4 separate regions of the Sus scrofa genome follow, and all the other regions are linked to region 1. Evidence: chromatin contacts called from public Hi-C and HiChIP or PLAC-seq data. All regions are on one chromosome and are shown on one strand. Each heading gives the region's core, a stretch centred on a gene start, on an enhancer-like site or on the middle of the called end of the contact. The rest is flanking DNA. Distances are from core to core; before and after follow the strand shown.

Region 1 (3,612 bases), core at 572-3,071:
GGTATATCTAGAGTATGGGTCTGATGTCAAGCTCAAGATGCTTCTCCAGGACCCTGGTGATCCCAAAAGTCTTTTTGGGCATGGTGAGAAATGAGCATGTACACACACACACACACACACACACACACCCCTCTCACTCTCACACACTTTAGTCGAGGTGGTAGGGAAGGTGTCCCCCTTTTGGCTTACCAGTTCTTTACCCCTCTCTGTCCCCCACTGATCCACGGTCCCTTCTGCCTAATCATGATTGTCCTCTCTCTGTGAGAGCTGGTGTATTCCTTATTTCTCACTTCTGCCTGTGATTATTCAGAATCTTCATCGTTGTTTCATCAGACGACTAGTCATCCCTTTCTGTAGCTCTACCCATTTCTGTTCCTATTTACAACTGCGCCGGTTGGTACAAAGCCCTAAGTCATGAGGTCCAGTTGGGTGTGTATGCACCCTGTGAATTGTCCGTGCAGTGCCTGTGACGGCCGTAACGAGAGGGGAGGTCTAGGCCTGCTGTTTCATGCCGCAGGGAGAGACAGCCCCTGGGTTAAAGATGACGAGCAAACCTTTCTTCCACGGGGTTCTCATCTTTATCCGGCTCTCTTCTCTATCGTTCTTTCCTCTTTCCCATTGTTAATTGGTCCCCTGACTGCACATCAGCCAGAGTTATAAACTGCCCCCTTGGTAACCAGATGCCTCTCAGCTGGGGCTTTGCCGTTTGGGGATTTTATTCTTACCATGATGTGAGTTACACCAATGAATTCCTGCTCCTGGGCTTTGTGAACCGAGTAGAGGTGCTGATGGAATAGTGTCCCGCACATGTTCTTCTTTAACTTATTTATAACCCATCCTTTTTCACTTGTCTGTCCTTATCAGAGTCAGTGTGGACTTGCTTGGGGGTAATCCTGGGCTGCTGCCCTAGCAAGTGGCCAGGGCTGATCCTGTTACGCTCATGAAGTGGTCGTGCTGAGTGATGGGCCACCTGGCAGATCTCATTGACCTGTCCTGCCCAGCCGCCCAGTTCAGGACACCTTTTCAGCCTGGCCCGTTGCTCTAGGGTGATGACATTTCAGATGAAATTCCTGTTCACAAGTACTTTAAATCAACTGAAGTAAATTCCAGACTTAATGCCAGAAGTGAGAGTGGATTAGAAATCTCATCGAGCCGAGAAGATCCTGAACATGCGAGTGGGGAGTCACTCATCCTTCAGTTGAACTTGAGATGCATCTGGACCTGTCCTGCCATAGTCTTCTTTGAGATCAACTTAGGATCTAGCTGATATGCTTATTTGAAAGTTTTGCTTTAGTTATCTATTTAATGAAAGTGATGGGAAATTTATTTTTTGTGAGCAAGTATTCGTCATGTCAGATAATTTTTTCTTTATCAGAAATCATCATATAAAGGCAAGATTTAGAGGACGGTGTCCCTGTTTGCATACACAACAGGGTCCACTCTACGTGCGTCCAGTAGATGTGATTCTCCATAGCCAGCCTCGATCACCTGTTACTCAGTTTGAGTCTGGAAATGCCTCTCTCGGGCTGATGGAACACTCAGTCATTTCAAAAGGCATCTGCATGTGAACAGTCATGACCATACTGTTTTCCCCCTGCTATAAATCCCTTAGGAAGGAAAAGAAGCCATGAAACCATGCAAATTTTGAAAAAGCGTTTGGATGGGTTAAAGCCGTTACCTGCAATGGAGAAAACATGGCAGTGTCGATTGGATGGTTAGCACTCTTTGTCCATGAAGGAAACGTATCTAGGCCTGGGGAGCAGGAAACTCAAAGGGGAAGCTCTGATTGTCACATTGAATTGCTTGCCAACCCTTTGGTAAGCCTTGGCGGGCTTCCAGCTCCGTCCTGCCCCAGTCTGACCTCTGGAGCCTGTGAGTGCTGGCACACTCCGAGTACTCGATGGCATGAATGGCCAGTGGCCAGTGCCATCTGAAACTTCAGTCAACTTGATACCAAAGGTTAATCTCGTCCACGTGAATCACGCCATCTGTAATTTGTAGCACGTACTTTCTAGCGAAACCCTTTTTCCCTATGAGACCTGTTGGTTCCTGTTTTTAGCTATGGCTCACAGACCTCTTTAATTTATGAACTCTCCTTTTTTGTTTGGTGTTTGCTTTTAAATATTTTTAAATTATAGTTGGTTTACAATGTTCTGTCTATTTCTGCCATACAGCAAAGTGACCCCGTCATACTTATAGATACATTCTTTTTCTCACATTATGCTCCATCACGTTCCATCACAAGTGACTAGATACAGTTTCCCAGTGCTATACCACAGGAGCGCATTGCTTATCCACTCCAGATGAAATAGTTCCTATCTACTAACCCCAAACTTCTAGTCCATTTCACTCCCTCCCTCTCCCCGTTGGCAACCTCAGGTCTGTTCTCCATGTCCATGAGTTTCTTTTCTGTAGATAGGCTCATTTGTGCCATATATTAGATTCCAGATATAAGGGTATCATATGGTGTTTGTCCTCTTTCTGACTTACTCACTTAGCATGAGAATCTCCAGTTCTGTCCATATTGCTGCAAGTGGCATTATTTTGTTGTTTTCTTATGGCTGAGTATATTCCATAGAAGTGTATATATCACATCTTCTTAACGCATTCATCAATCAATGGACATTTGGGTTGTTTCCATGTCTTGGCCATTGTGAATAGTGCTGCAATGAACATAAGAGTGCATGTGTCTTTTTCTTTTTCTTTCTTTCTTTCTTTTTATTACTCAATGAATTTATTGCATGTGTCTTTTTCAAGGAAAGTTTTGTCCGGATATATGCCCAGGAATGGGATTGCTGGATCATATGGTATGAATTCTCCTTTTTTGTTTGTTTGTTTGTTTCATTTTTGTTTTTTTAGGGCCACACCTGCGGCATATGGAAGTTCCTAGGCTAGGGGTCGAATTGGAGCTACAGCTGCCAGCCTACACCACAGCCAACACCAGATCCAACACCAGATCCAAGCCTTGTCTGAGACCTACACCACAGCAACGCTGGATCCTCAACCCACTGAGCGAGGCCAAGGATTGAACCTTTGTCCTCATGGATACTAGCTGGATTCATTTCCACTGCGCCATAGTGGGAACTCGCGGTAGCTTTTTTTCCCCTCTCTTTTCTTATAGATCTAGTCTCACAGATTCCTCAGTCTTGGACAGATTACATTCATGGTTTTCTCTAGTGGGAGAAGTTAACATAATTTCATTTTTCTTTTTAAAAAAATTTTTAAAAATTCAATAGAATTTTCAAAGATTACTTTCCATTTAGCAGTTATTACATAATATTGGCTCTATTCCTCGTGTGATACAGTACATCCTTGAGACTGTCTTACACTCAGTAGCTGGCCTCGCCCACTCCCCCACTCCCGTTTGCCCCCCACTAGTAACCTCAGGTTTTTCTCTGTATCTGAGAGTCTGCTTCTCTTCTGTTATATTCACTAGTTTGCTGTATTTTTCAGAGTATTCCGTTTTTCTTGCATGTCGCACCCAGGTTTGGACATGTTTACATGAGGGGCAGGAGTGCTTTTTAGACTTTCCTTTCCTCTGAGCAAAGGGAAATGGGAGCGTGAGAGGATCGCGCAAACAGCTCGTGATTTTTCCCAGTCCCTCAGGGGGAG
Region 2 (3,612 bases), core at 795-3,294, 210 kb after region 1:
ACGAGGATACATAGTTGAGGGAGACACTGTCTCTGTGCTCAAGAAGCTTACCATCGGTGACTTCTTTTTAGTATGTGCTGCCCTGAGTTTGGGTCATTTGATTGATATGCATCAGATGTCTCAGGGGATGGTCCATCCTGGAGGAGTGGCTGATGCCAGCTAGAGTCAAGCGGGATGTGAGGGCCCATGTCTGCCTCCTTCTGAGCATCAGAGGGCATCTTGGATGCACTTAGAGTCTTCAGCTGGAGGGCATGAGAATAAGCCAGGAATGCCTTTGCCATCCTTTCTCTTGACCTGTAGGTACCGTATTGTCCTTCGAGAGGTTCTATGTGAGGTAAGAGGTGGGATGGACACCTGAGCCTCAGGGAAGCTGTGACTCTGTGGCATCGCTGAGATGGCACATCCCAAAACATGATCTTAAATGTTAAGTGTGAGTATTTTCAGGATTAAACGGACATACCTTTGCTTTGTACTCTGTGTAGAGTGACCTAATTCAACACCAGCAGTTACTAATTTGGATAACGGTTTTAATCTCTTTCCTTTCCTATATAGGACACTGGGTCAGTGTGTCATTGACAAAAGCCATGCAGACATATGTATGAAAACAAATGTTGTACATTTATTGCAATAACTTCGCTATTGGTGAATTTCACAGCTTTGCTCTAGCACGTCACCCAGAAGGGGAAGGGGTGTTTGCGAGCAACGTTCGGTCAGTTTGTCTACATCCGCGCAGGTGCCGATGCGGTGGTAGAGCTGATGCGGAAGAAAGGAGGGAGGTTTCGCGGGAAGAGGTTGGGAGGTGGCTGGGAGGGTTTGCGTGTTCACGTTCAGGGGAGGGGATCGTGCCAGGGCTGGGCTGCGGGCGTCCGTGGCTGAAACACCAAGCACGCTTGGTGCCAGGCTTTCGCACAAATTCCTGGCAGGACAGACGTGAGTGGGAGGTTCAGGCCTGAGGTACCATCAAGGAAGTCTGATGTGACTTCTTTTGATGCTGCTTCAGTGTAGACAGAGCAAGGGTGACTGGCTACTGTTCGGCTGGTGCCCCGGAAATGAAGTACCTCAGAAAATGGGCGGCCGCGGGCCCGCAACTTGGTTTGGAGACATTGGGCAGGGCAGCCTGTCCTGACGTCCGCCCCAGGACCTTGCCTGGCCCACGCTGTGCACACGGAGCCCACCCTGTGCACACGGAGCCCACCCTGTGCACACGGAGCCCACGCTGTGCACACGGAGCCCACCCTGTGCACACGGAGCGCCTCAGCCAGGAGACCACGACTGCTTCCTCCCGAGCCGGAGGCCTCCCAGGCTCCAAAGCCTCCCGAGGCTGCCGACATCACCCTCCTGTGGAGGAGGCTGGGCCTGGCGCCTGAACACACACACGTAGGTGAAGGACTTCCGTGAAGAAAAAGGAAAAGACGAGCAGCTCCCCCAGACGCGCCCCCGTGGCCATTGTTCTGCCTCGGAATCTGGTTCCGGCCGAGAGCAGGAAGGAAGGGGTGACCCAGGCAGCCGTTTCCGCAGCACAGATTAGACAGAGGCTGGAGCCCCCGGAACGGGTCCGCAGGGCCGGAAAGGCCCCGCTCTCCCTGCACACGGCGTGATTCTGAGGAAGAGACGTGGTGACCGCAGCCTAACAACTAGGAATTCCCAACCCAGACAAAACGCTGTGAACACCACCTCCCCAGCCTCGGGGTCCCTAGAATCCAGGGTTCTGTTCCTCACCCCACGGAACGGGCCAGGCACAGTCACTCTTCAGCAATGTTCCAGCATCCTCTCTCAGTGACACACGCCAGGGCCCAGCATTCCTCCGTCTGGAAAACTCGCCTCACGTCTAACCCGGGTCCCTCCTGCTGCAGCTGCTCTTCATCGCCTGGTGCTCAGCTCCGGTGGTGATGGAAAAGAACCTGTCACCACTTCCTCCCTGAGAATTCTTCAGATGCTTGAGGGCTTAAAAACAAAGCTCATTTTCCCTCCGTCGGTCGGTCGGTCGGTGGTTCCCAGCCTCTGTCTGCATTGGCCAATCCGGGAGAGTCCTGGGCACATGGTTCTGCTCAGGGGCAGCGAGCGCGGGTTGCCAAGCAAAGTGAAGCGCTCAGAAGCAGGCACCCCGCTCTGCCTCGTCAAGGGCAGCCCTTGCCCTGCACTCAGCTTTTCCCAACAGAACGCAGCGAGCGGGTTAAAGAGCATCGTGTCTTCCTTTTCTGGAACCCATTGTGTGTTACATCAAAGACAACGAGCGGTTGGTGCAGCCGCAGTTGCTGGACTGTGAGACCCAGGGCAGGGCCCGGAGCTCCTGGAGAGAGGAGCGAGGCTGCCCGGTGAGAGGTGCGCCCTGGGGTCTGTGCGGGAGGAGAAGGGGCGCCGGGCTGGCCTGCCGGGCCCTGCTTTCCAGCTCGAGGCTTTCACTGCCTCTTTCACTCAGGCTCAGGAAGCTGTCCCCAGGCGACACTCACACGCTGAGCAACTGCATAATTGTTGGCAAGGTCTGGGGGCCGGTCAGCCAGACTGGGCGGGGCGAGCATTCCATTATCATAACACAATGCCATAATAGGGCGCGAAAGTCTTTGCACACTCCTTCTTAGACAATAAGACTCTGAAAACTCGACTTTGACACTGAAAAGGAAGGTAAAATCAGCCTTGGTGGTGTTCTTGCCACCGGCGTTATCGTGTTCACCGTGGGGGCTTCCGTGTGGCCTGGCTGAGCCAGTGGCTCAGGACCGTGTCTCCTGCAGGCCTGCACCTGGGCTCTGAGCCTGGGGGGGTGCGCTTGGGAAACCAGGCCTGCTTGGAAGGCCATGCTCATTTTTCTTGCCCTGGGACCAGAGGGCCTTGGGGAGGAAAGCCAGAGCCAGCCCAGGTTTCCTCGGGGGACCTGGGCCTGCAGCGCCCGCAGAGCTGATGCGCACACATGGGTCTCTGGGCGAAGTGCTCACCTCCCCGCCCACCCCCAAGGCGGCGGTGCAGGGGTCAGTCAGGCCCTGCTGGGACAGGGTGTCACTCTCCCTGGACCCAGCAGGGCCTGGTGTGTACCTTGTCAGGGCTGTTGACAGGCTGACTCATAGTTACGGCATGGACCCTGGAGCCCAGAAACCTGGGTGCTGTTTCTCGCCTGGCTGCGGCTCCCTGGTTCTGCCTTCCTGCTGTGGAACCGGGGAGAGAAGTCATCCAGCAAGGCGCCAGGCTAGGCGGCTGCTTTGGGGTGGACACCAGGAAATGTGGGACCTTTTCTTCATAAAAGTGTGGAAGGTACTTTTAACGGTTCTAGTGACCGGTCCATCCCAAGTGTAGTCTCTGACTTTGGCAATGGTTAGGAAGTAAAATAGATTCCAGAAACCTCTATGAACTTCTGCAGAATTCCAATCCATCTTTGAGAGTCAATTCTCACCCTTAATTCATTGTTATACTTTTTTGTTTGAGCATTCATGCATTTATTTAAAAATATTTAATGAGAGCCCTTCATAAAAATCTCCATAAACTTTAAGTGCAAATAAGCAGCATTCTTCAAGCCTTGAAACGCCCCACAAGATGAGTTCCTTTCCAAGCATCCTGTAAGGAAGGTAGGGGATGCCTGGGCACCATCTAGACTCTCTTAATAACACCTGGTGGGGAAATTAT
Region 3 (3,612 bases), core at 763-3,262, 190 kb after region 1:
GACATGATTCCCCCCCCCCATTTGCTGTAATCAAATGTACCAACTCGTCATTCCATGAATATTCTGAATCTTTCTGTCTTCGTGAACTTGCTTGTGTCATTCTCTCTTCCTGGAATGCCGTACCTGTTACTCAGCGCTCAGTTTGAATGCTACCTTGCCTTGTCCAGAGGCGGACGCTTTGCAGTTAGAGCTGAAAGGGCCCTTGGAATCTCCTGCTTCTGCCCCTCACTGTACGTGTGGGGAAACAGAACGCTGGGAGGTGACTAGGCTTCTGTTAGATCTACGCTAAATCTGGGACTAAAAAAAGATCTCCTGGCTCGTAATTCACTACTCTTTCTGTGTAGCCAATGCCCTTCACTCACCTTCAGTCATTTCTCTTATGACACTGTTTTTTACATTCTATTTCAGTTTATAGGTTTGTTTGTTTGTTTTGTTTTGTTTTTTGTGTTTTGTGGTTTTTTTTGGTAAGTGTCTGGATTTGTAGCTACGAGGGCAGAGACCATGTCTTGGTCATCTCAGTATATTCCACAGCAGCACAGACCTTACACATGGTAGGCGCTTCTGTGTGCACTAAACGTGAAGGGATGGATGGTTGCGTGGACAGATGGATGGATGAGTGAATGAATGAAAGGATGAATGTGTGGATGGATGGATGGGTAGTTAGATAAGTGAATGAGAGGACGGATGGGTGGTTGGAAGGACGGATGGATAGATACCTGGGTGAGGTGACAGACGGACAGATGGATAGATGAGTGGATAGATGGATACATGCATGCATGCATGAATGAATAATCAGAGAATCATTGATGTAGCAAGTCTCCAGGAATGTGCTCAGGTATCCTAATAGCCCCATTGCAGACTTTATCTGCAACTGTGTGATTGTATAGCACAGCTGCAGGTTTGGCTTGCTCATTTTCTGATGTGATAAGGAAAAGATTATGGGAGGGGGCTGGCTAAGGGATATACCCTTCCAGGTGTGCATAATCATAAAATAATTCTTCATTTGTTAATCCTCAAAGCGACTTTATGAAACAGGTGTTTTTATTATCCCCAATTTACAGGCACTTAATAAGGTTGAATAACTTGTCAAGGAAATTGTGGAGCTAAGATTTGAGCCCAGGTTTCACCCACTTGAAGCCCAGGCTCTTACCTACTGCGCAGAGCCAGGAAATACTCAGCGTGGCAATTGGGTGTGAGGTCTTAGAAATCGGAGATGCTATGTTTAAACCTAGTTAGGCCACTAATTTCCTGAGCAGGCAAATCACTTAATTTGACTTCTCAGTTTACTCTATGGTTTAATGGAAGTAATAGAATCTTCTTAGCAAGAGTGCTGTGAAAATTAATGACTGCATATAAAGTGGTTTAAGATAAAGATTCTCTGATAAAAGGAGCTACAGGGAGGGAGTTTAGAGTGCTATTAAGAAAGTGCAAGGAATTGCAAATTATTCTATTTCCATGGGCTGTTTTGCAAGTGGGCAATGAATTTGTATTAAAAAAAAATCAGCTTCAAATTGACTTGCATTGATGAGGTGCTCAGGGGAAGAAACAGAACCTGGTGTATAATGTCTAGATTCCATTTTGCACATTTTAAACATTACTTTTAGGGCTACATTATTTTAAAAGAGAACTCCTGTTATGAATTAATAATGATACTTAAATACCACTGGGGAACCAGGGACAAACATGCCGCCTGAACTTGATCTCTGAGTCAGCCTTGCTCCCTACCGGCCACCTCAGAGCATCGTGTTCTTTCCCCCACCTGCTTGTGCTGGACCAGCATCAGGGGCAGGAGATGGAAGGAGAGAAGCTCTTTATGTCACCACACGGCCTCTTGCTCCCCTCCTCTCCAGATGCGCGTGTCTTGGCCGAGCTGGTTTTGTCACCCTTTATCGAATGGTATGCGACCAGCACATGTGCCCTTTGAATGACCAAACGTCCCTCCACCTGTTCTGTCCCAGCCAGGGATTACTGTCTAGGGACACTTTCTCATCCATTCATGTGCTCATCGAATATTTATGGAACATCAGCTCTGTGCCAGTCCCCGTTCTAACACCGGGAATTCGACAGACGTGATCTCTACCCTGTGGCGAGCGTCACAGCCAGATAATCAGACAGTGAAGTAATTAAAGAGATGAGCAGCGTGGTGAGGGAAAGTAAAGGGAAGTGGGAAAGCCTATGACAAAAGAGGGCAACTTTGTGGAATGAGGTCGAGGAAGACTCCCAGGAGGTGGTGGTTTTGGCTGGGGCTGAAAAATGAGTAGAATGAATAGGTTTAACTGCACGCAGTGTATGGGATACAGAGGTGAGCAGGACCCCAGAATTGAATGGCACAGCCCTGACCTCAGGTGGCCCAGGAGGTGGGCAGACACAGCAGCACTGCCATGCGGGCCGGCAGGTGCCGTGGCTGGAAGCGCGTGAGGAGGAGGGTGAGGGGGCGGAGCTCCGACCTGGAGAGCTTCCAGGGGAAGCCCAAGGTCTGGGGAGTCTGACCTGTTCTGAGGCGGGAGTGGCATGAGTAGCTGATTGGTAGGGGCGGAGCTGGAGGGCACCGGATCCAGCGGGGGTACCTCTTGCGAAAGCTCGGATGGCCGATGCTTCCCTGCCTGAAAGCACAGGTGGCTTTTCGAACTTGGAGCGCAGGGATGTGTTGGGAAGTCTTTAGCATGTTCTCTGGGAAGTGCCTCTGTAAAATTCTCGAAACAGCCGGTTCCTTGATCCACTGCACGTCTTACCTCTACTTCTCTTAGAGTCCACCCACAAGGTGTCATTGTGAGAAACTTCGTGGCAAAGATCCCTGAAGGATCGATTTAGGTTTCCCAACCATCTTCGACCTTGGGATCCCTTCTTCCTTCCTCCTCCCTCCCTCCCTCCCTTCCTCTCTCTGTCTTTCTTTCTCTCTCCCTCCCTCTCTCTTTTCCTCTCTTTCTCACTTTCTTTCTCTTAACAGAACATATACTAACATTCAAAGCGATCTTCCTAAAATTAAAGGCTGAGCACATCAATCTCTGCTTAAATCATTCAGTGGCTTTTGGACAAAGTTTAAATTTCTTGCCTGGCACCTTCAGCAACTACCAATTGGCAGAGTCCATGTTGGGAGAAACGATTCCATTTGTAGATCTTCTTTTAGAGAAGTGTGTTTTCAACTTCTTTTCCCCACTTTATGTGGCTGGTTTTCTTTTTATTATCGAGCTGCAGACGTTCTTTAGATGCTTTGGATATAAATCTCTTGTCAAATATTTGTTGAAAGTATTTCTCTCCGTCTTTGTTTTGAGATCCAGGAGTCTGTGAAGTTCAGGAGGGGAAAATGATGACTTGAGTGTTGGACAGTTTGCACTTGAGACGCCTGAGGAATATTCAGTCCAAGCCCTTGTCGACACCGGCCTCAAGGTGTCCTGGGGTAGGGCATGCGCTTCCCCGCCTGCTGTCTTCCCTGTCAAATGCATATCCCTGTCAAGGGTTAATGGTATGGCCTGCTCTTTTTCTAGGATTATTGTGAAGATGAAACAAAATAAAATAGGCAACAGCAGTTTGAAAGGGTGAAAAGCCGTGTGCAGATGGCGGCGCCACGTAGATGGTGGACGCCCAGCCCGATCCCAGAGGGCAAGCCCTGCC
Region 4 (3,612 bases), core at 726-3,225, 170 kb after region 1:
TTGGTGCAGACACCCAGAGAAGACAGGCGTAGTCTAGCCTAAAGGAAAGAAGATAATTTCAGATAGTGATAGTGACTGTGAAGGGAAGAGAACAGACACTTGGGTAAAGAATAAGGAGAAAAGTTGGATTTTTTGTACTTTAGATGTGGCAGTTAGGGAAGGCTTCCTGGAGGAGTGAACAGTTGATGAAAACAAGCCGGAAAGGTGAAGACCTGGGGACTAGAGTTCCAGGCAGTGGTAAGAGGAAGCCCATCCACGGGGATCAGAGGGACGGCCAGTGTGGTCAGGGGATGGGGGAGTCTTTGCATTGTCAGGATAGATGGTATAGGGCTGTGTGGTCTAGGGAAGCGTTCGTTCTTGATTCGAAGGGTGATGGGAAGCCCTGGCTGGCTTAAAGCAGGGGCAGGGCCCAGTTTATCCTGTGGGAAAAGCATTGTGGTAGAACAGGAATGAAAAGGGAGAGACTAGCTCGGGGACCATTGGGGCAATTTAGACAAACAATAGTGGTGGTTCGGGCAGGGTGGTTGTTGGGAGACAGAAACACATGGTTGGATCTGGACTATTTGGAGTGTTATCGGGAACTTGCTGTTAGAGTAGATGTGACCGTAGATAAAATGCAGAGTGGAAACGCTTTGTACTCTGAGAGCCCTGTATACACATGAAGGAGTCACGCAGCCTGTGGTCCTTGGGGAAAGCTGACGGTTTGGAGCTTGGCCGTGCCTGGAAATGGCCTCCAGCCAGGTAATCCGGCCATCGGGGCTCCAGGAGAACCGTCGGAGCCCAGGAAGGAGGGCTCAGGCAGCCCCGCGCGTCTCAGCTTCCACGGGCACACAGATCACCTGGGGATCCCTAAGGTGCAGATTCGGCTCCGTAGATCAAGGGTAAGACCCAGAATTCTGCTCCCGGGTGGGGCCACAGCTGCTGGTCTGCGGGTCATGCTTCCAGAAGCAAAGAGTTCAGGGGAGTCATTGAGGTCACATTCCTGTCACGAGGGCTTGAACTGGGGAGGGAGTGGGGATATGGAGAAGAGAGCTCTTTCTTTTATAATACAGACTGCAAAACAAAGGGGAGGCATGAAAAAATGAAGTTTGGAGTCACGGTAACCAAGAAACGATGGTCCGTAGTAGGTACTGGAAGCAGGAGGAGGTTTGGGGAGGGGAGGAGGATGGATTTTCTAATCCCCACTATTTTTTCTTGGGCTGTAGCCGGGGGTCTGACTTGAGCACTTGGGTGGGAAACCCTCCTGACCTATTCAGCCTTGTCTGCGAAGATGATGAGCCAAAGGTTTCACTCTCGACGGCTGTGTATCACACTTGAGCACCCAGAGACCTCATATATTTGAAGGGAAGGAGGAGGGGGACCTTCATACCACGTAATTCAGTTGGGATCTGAACCGTACATCACCTTGGACATCAAGAAGGGCTGTGTTTCCTTGGACCGTAAAGCCTCAGTCCCTGCCTATTTACTGCTGCGTGTTCTTGAGGCCAGTCCCCCTCCCCACCCCATCTCCCGCACGTGATGTGCTGCTATCTTCAGATATTAATACCATGGGGCCAAGGAGGAGGACTCGTGCATCCGTGTGATATGAATAATAGTAACAACAGTCCACGTTACTGAACTCTTACGTACCAAGCACTGTGCTGCACATTTTACAGTTTTCAGAACTCATTCATTTTATTCTGAGCACAAAGCCTCCGTGGGGCAATGGGGTCTGAGACAGCAGGGATGTCTGGCCTGATAATAAACATCCCAGGTTTTATGGGTGAAAAATAGGAGTGTGGGAAAGATGATCTTTTAAAGAAAAGAAAATGCTTTCCAGAATGGCCCTTGGAGATGCTTGGAGCAGCCTGGGTACTTTGTGTGCTGAGATAGAACCTGAGGTTGAGAAATGTGCTCGGGGCCAGCAGGACCCGCCTCGGTTTGGCTGGGAAGATGTAGTCACTGGATGTCTGAGATATTACGCAACGTGACAAGAAGGCCAGGCACGAGCTCTCCATAGGAATTATTTCATCCCTACGGTTTGGGTGTCAAATATCCTCCTGGGCCCCTGGGGACCGGAGCTTCCAGGCGGCGTGTGTGGCCGCGCCTGGCGCTCCAGAACCCCCCTCACGCGTGGGGTGACATCGCCACTAGTGACCCTCGTCCGAGGGTTTTTCAGCCCAACGGCCCCTCCTCACAGGCTGTGCCAACACGTTCCTATTTTAAGATTCTTTAGTTGTAAGAAGTGGTGTATTTCTCCCCACGTCGTCCCGTCCCGGCCAAGCCAGGGCGACTCCCTTTGCTGGTCTCCCATCTTCTCTCACTTCTGGTCCTGAACTGCTGAACCCAGAGAGGGCTGCCTCCCGGGGCGGGTGGCAGGGTGACGTCAGCCAGGAGGCAGTTCCTCGGCTAAGGGAGCCAAGTCCGCAGACACGATCTCGGAAGTAGGACAAGTACATTTTGTTTCTGCGATTCAACCCAGAGAACTTCTTGGTCCCGGAAGCCTGTGCCAAATGTGTTTGCGCAACCTCGGGAAGCCGCTTCCAGAATGCGGGTGAAGAACTTGCCAGGGTTCCATTTCTTTGGGGAGCGAACATCCACGCAGGGCAGGACTGGTGCTGGCCCAACATGTCAGCGGGAACCGGGGGCTCAGACCTCAGGGGGGCGAGGGTCCTGCGGGAGGGTCTCCTGCCCAGGCTACACACGAGACCTGGCCGCCGTGCTCCCCGCAGTGGGAACATGTGGCCACGGGAACGTTGAGATGAGTGGGCCAGGCTGTGGTTCCATTTTGATTTGGCTAAGGGTGTGCTATGCAATGGAAAGGAGCACCAAAAGCTACCAATTTGGCTGCTGCCTCTGAACATTTGCTCTGCATTCCTGAATCCTCCCAGTTAAAGAGAACTTCCTTGCAATTCTTTCCCCCTAGGCAATGGGACAAGAACACACACACACACACACACACACACACACACACACACACACACACGAGTTAAAACCCTTTGGAAATGAAGGTCAGCTATTGCACATGTACCCGTGTTCATGTAAGTCTATGGAGAGAAATAAAGGACTGTAAAAATGTGCGTGCACATAAAAATGACCAACATTTTTTGGGCTAATGTTGGTGTCTTTCAAAGGCCGATCTTACAATAATAAACTCTTAGACTTTATGGGGCTTTAGAGTTTCTAGAACAATTTCACATGTCTCCTCTGATCAGGCCAGTGACTTTGTAAAATAGGAGTTAGTTTCCTCTCCATTTTAAAGAAATGAAAGATCAGAGAAGTTAAGTGACTTGCTCGAGATTACACAGCAATTAATTTTGAGAGTCAGGATGAAAAACCTGGGTCACTCCCGTCCAACCCCTCTACCATAACGGCTCTCTAGACTTGACCTTGGAAAGACCAGAGGTTCATTGGCATGCGATTCATCTCTTTGCAGGACTAGATGCTAGGCCTGGTGTTTCAGAGTGTGGTCTGAGGACCGGCCTCTCCTGGGAGCCTTGGAGAGCTGCAGAACTGCAGGACTGTCACAGAGCTTCAGGATTGTCCTCTGGTGATTTCTGCGCACAGTTGAGGTTGGGGTGCCCTGGAGGAGGCCGCTGGGTTTCAGTTTCAGCTCTGCCACACTCGGGGGTC

Evidence for each region. A called contact is a pair of places that touch in the nucleus more often than the background predicts. HiChIP or PLAC-seq counts read pairs in DNA pulled down with a chosen protein or histone mark.
Region 2: an H3K27ac HiChIP or PLAC-seq map of skeletal muscle shows a contact between it and region 1. The contact joins two enhancer-like sites. A contact is called at or near these places in 2 of 2 datasets of contacts at active chromatin or transcription factors (alveolar macrophages and skeletal muscle).
Region 3: a contact with region 1 is called in an H3K27ac HiChIP or PLAC-seq map of skeletal muscle. The contact joins two enhancer-like sites. A contact is called at or near these places in 2 of 2 datasets of contacts at active chromatin or transcription factors (alveolar macrophages and skeletal muscle).
Region 4: a contact with region 1 is called in a Hi-C map of skeletal muscle, with 6 times the contacts expected there. The contact joins two enhancer-like sites. A contact is called at or near these places in 3 of 47 Hi-C or Micro-C datasets (retroperitoneal adipose tissue and skeletal muscle) and 1 of 2 datasets of contacts at active chromatin or transcription factors (skeletal muscle).

The regions. Positions count from the first base shown.
Region 1 is chr11:15,218,835-15,222,446 of Sscrofa11.1, reverse strand. No RefSeq gene overlaps it. Among named protein-coding and RNA genes, the nearest start is that of FOXO1, 190 kb to the left of the region's middle. Within about 2 kb of position 1,821, at least 7 of the 83 cell types and tissues checked have an H3K27ac peak or open chromatin away from gene starts, as enhancers often do. A contact at or near this core is called in alveolar macrophages and skeletal muscle, where this site is marked.
Region 2 is chr11:15,013,948-15,017,559 of Sscrofa11.1, reverse strand. No RefSeq gene overlaps it. Among named protein-coding and RNA genes, the nearest start is that of FOXO1, 390 kb to the left of the region's middle. Within about 2 kb of position 2,044, at least 52 of the 83 cell types and tissues checked have an H3K27ac peak or open chromatin away from gene starts, as enhancers often do. A contact at or near this core is called in alveolar macrophages and skeletal muscle, where this site is marked.
Region 3 is chr11:15,031,266-15,034,877 of Sscrofa11.1, reverse strand. No RefSeq gene overlaps it. Among named protein-coding and RNA genes, the nearest start is that of FOXO1, 380 kb to the left of the region's middle. Within about 2 kb of position 2,012, at least 2 of the 83 cell types and tissues checked have an H3K27ac peak or open chromatin away from gene starts, as enhancers often do. A contact at or near this core is called in skeletal muscle, where this site is marked.
Region 4 is chr11:15,051,659-15,055,270 of Sscrofa11.1, reverse strand. No RefSeq gene overlaps it. Among named protein-coding and RNA genes, the nearest start is that of FOXO1, 360 kb to the left of the region's middle. Within about 2 kb of position 1,975, at least 28 of the 83 cell types and tissues checked have an H3K27ac peak or open chromatin away from gene starts, as enhancers often do. A contact at or near this core is called in skeletal muscle, where this site is marked.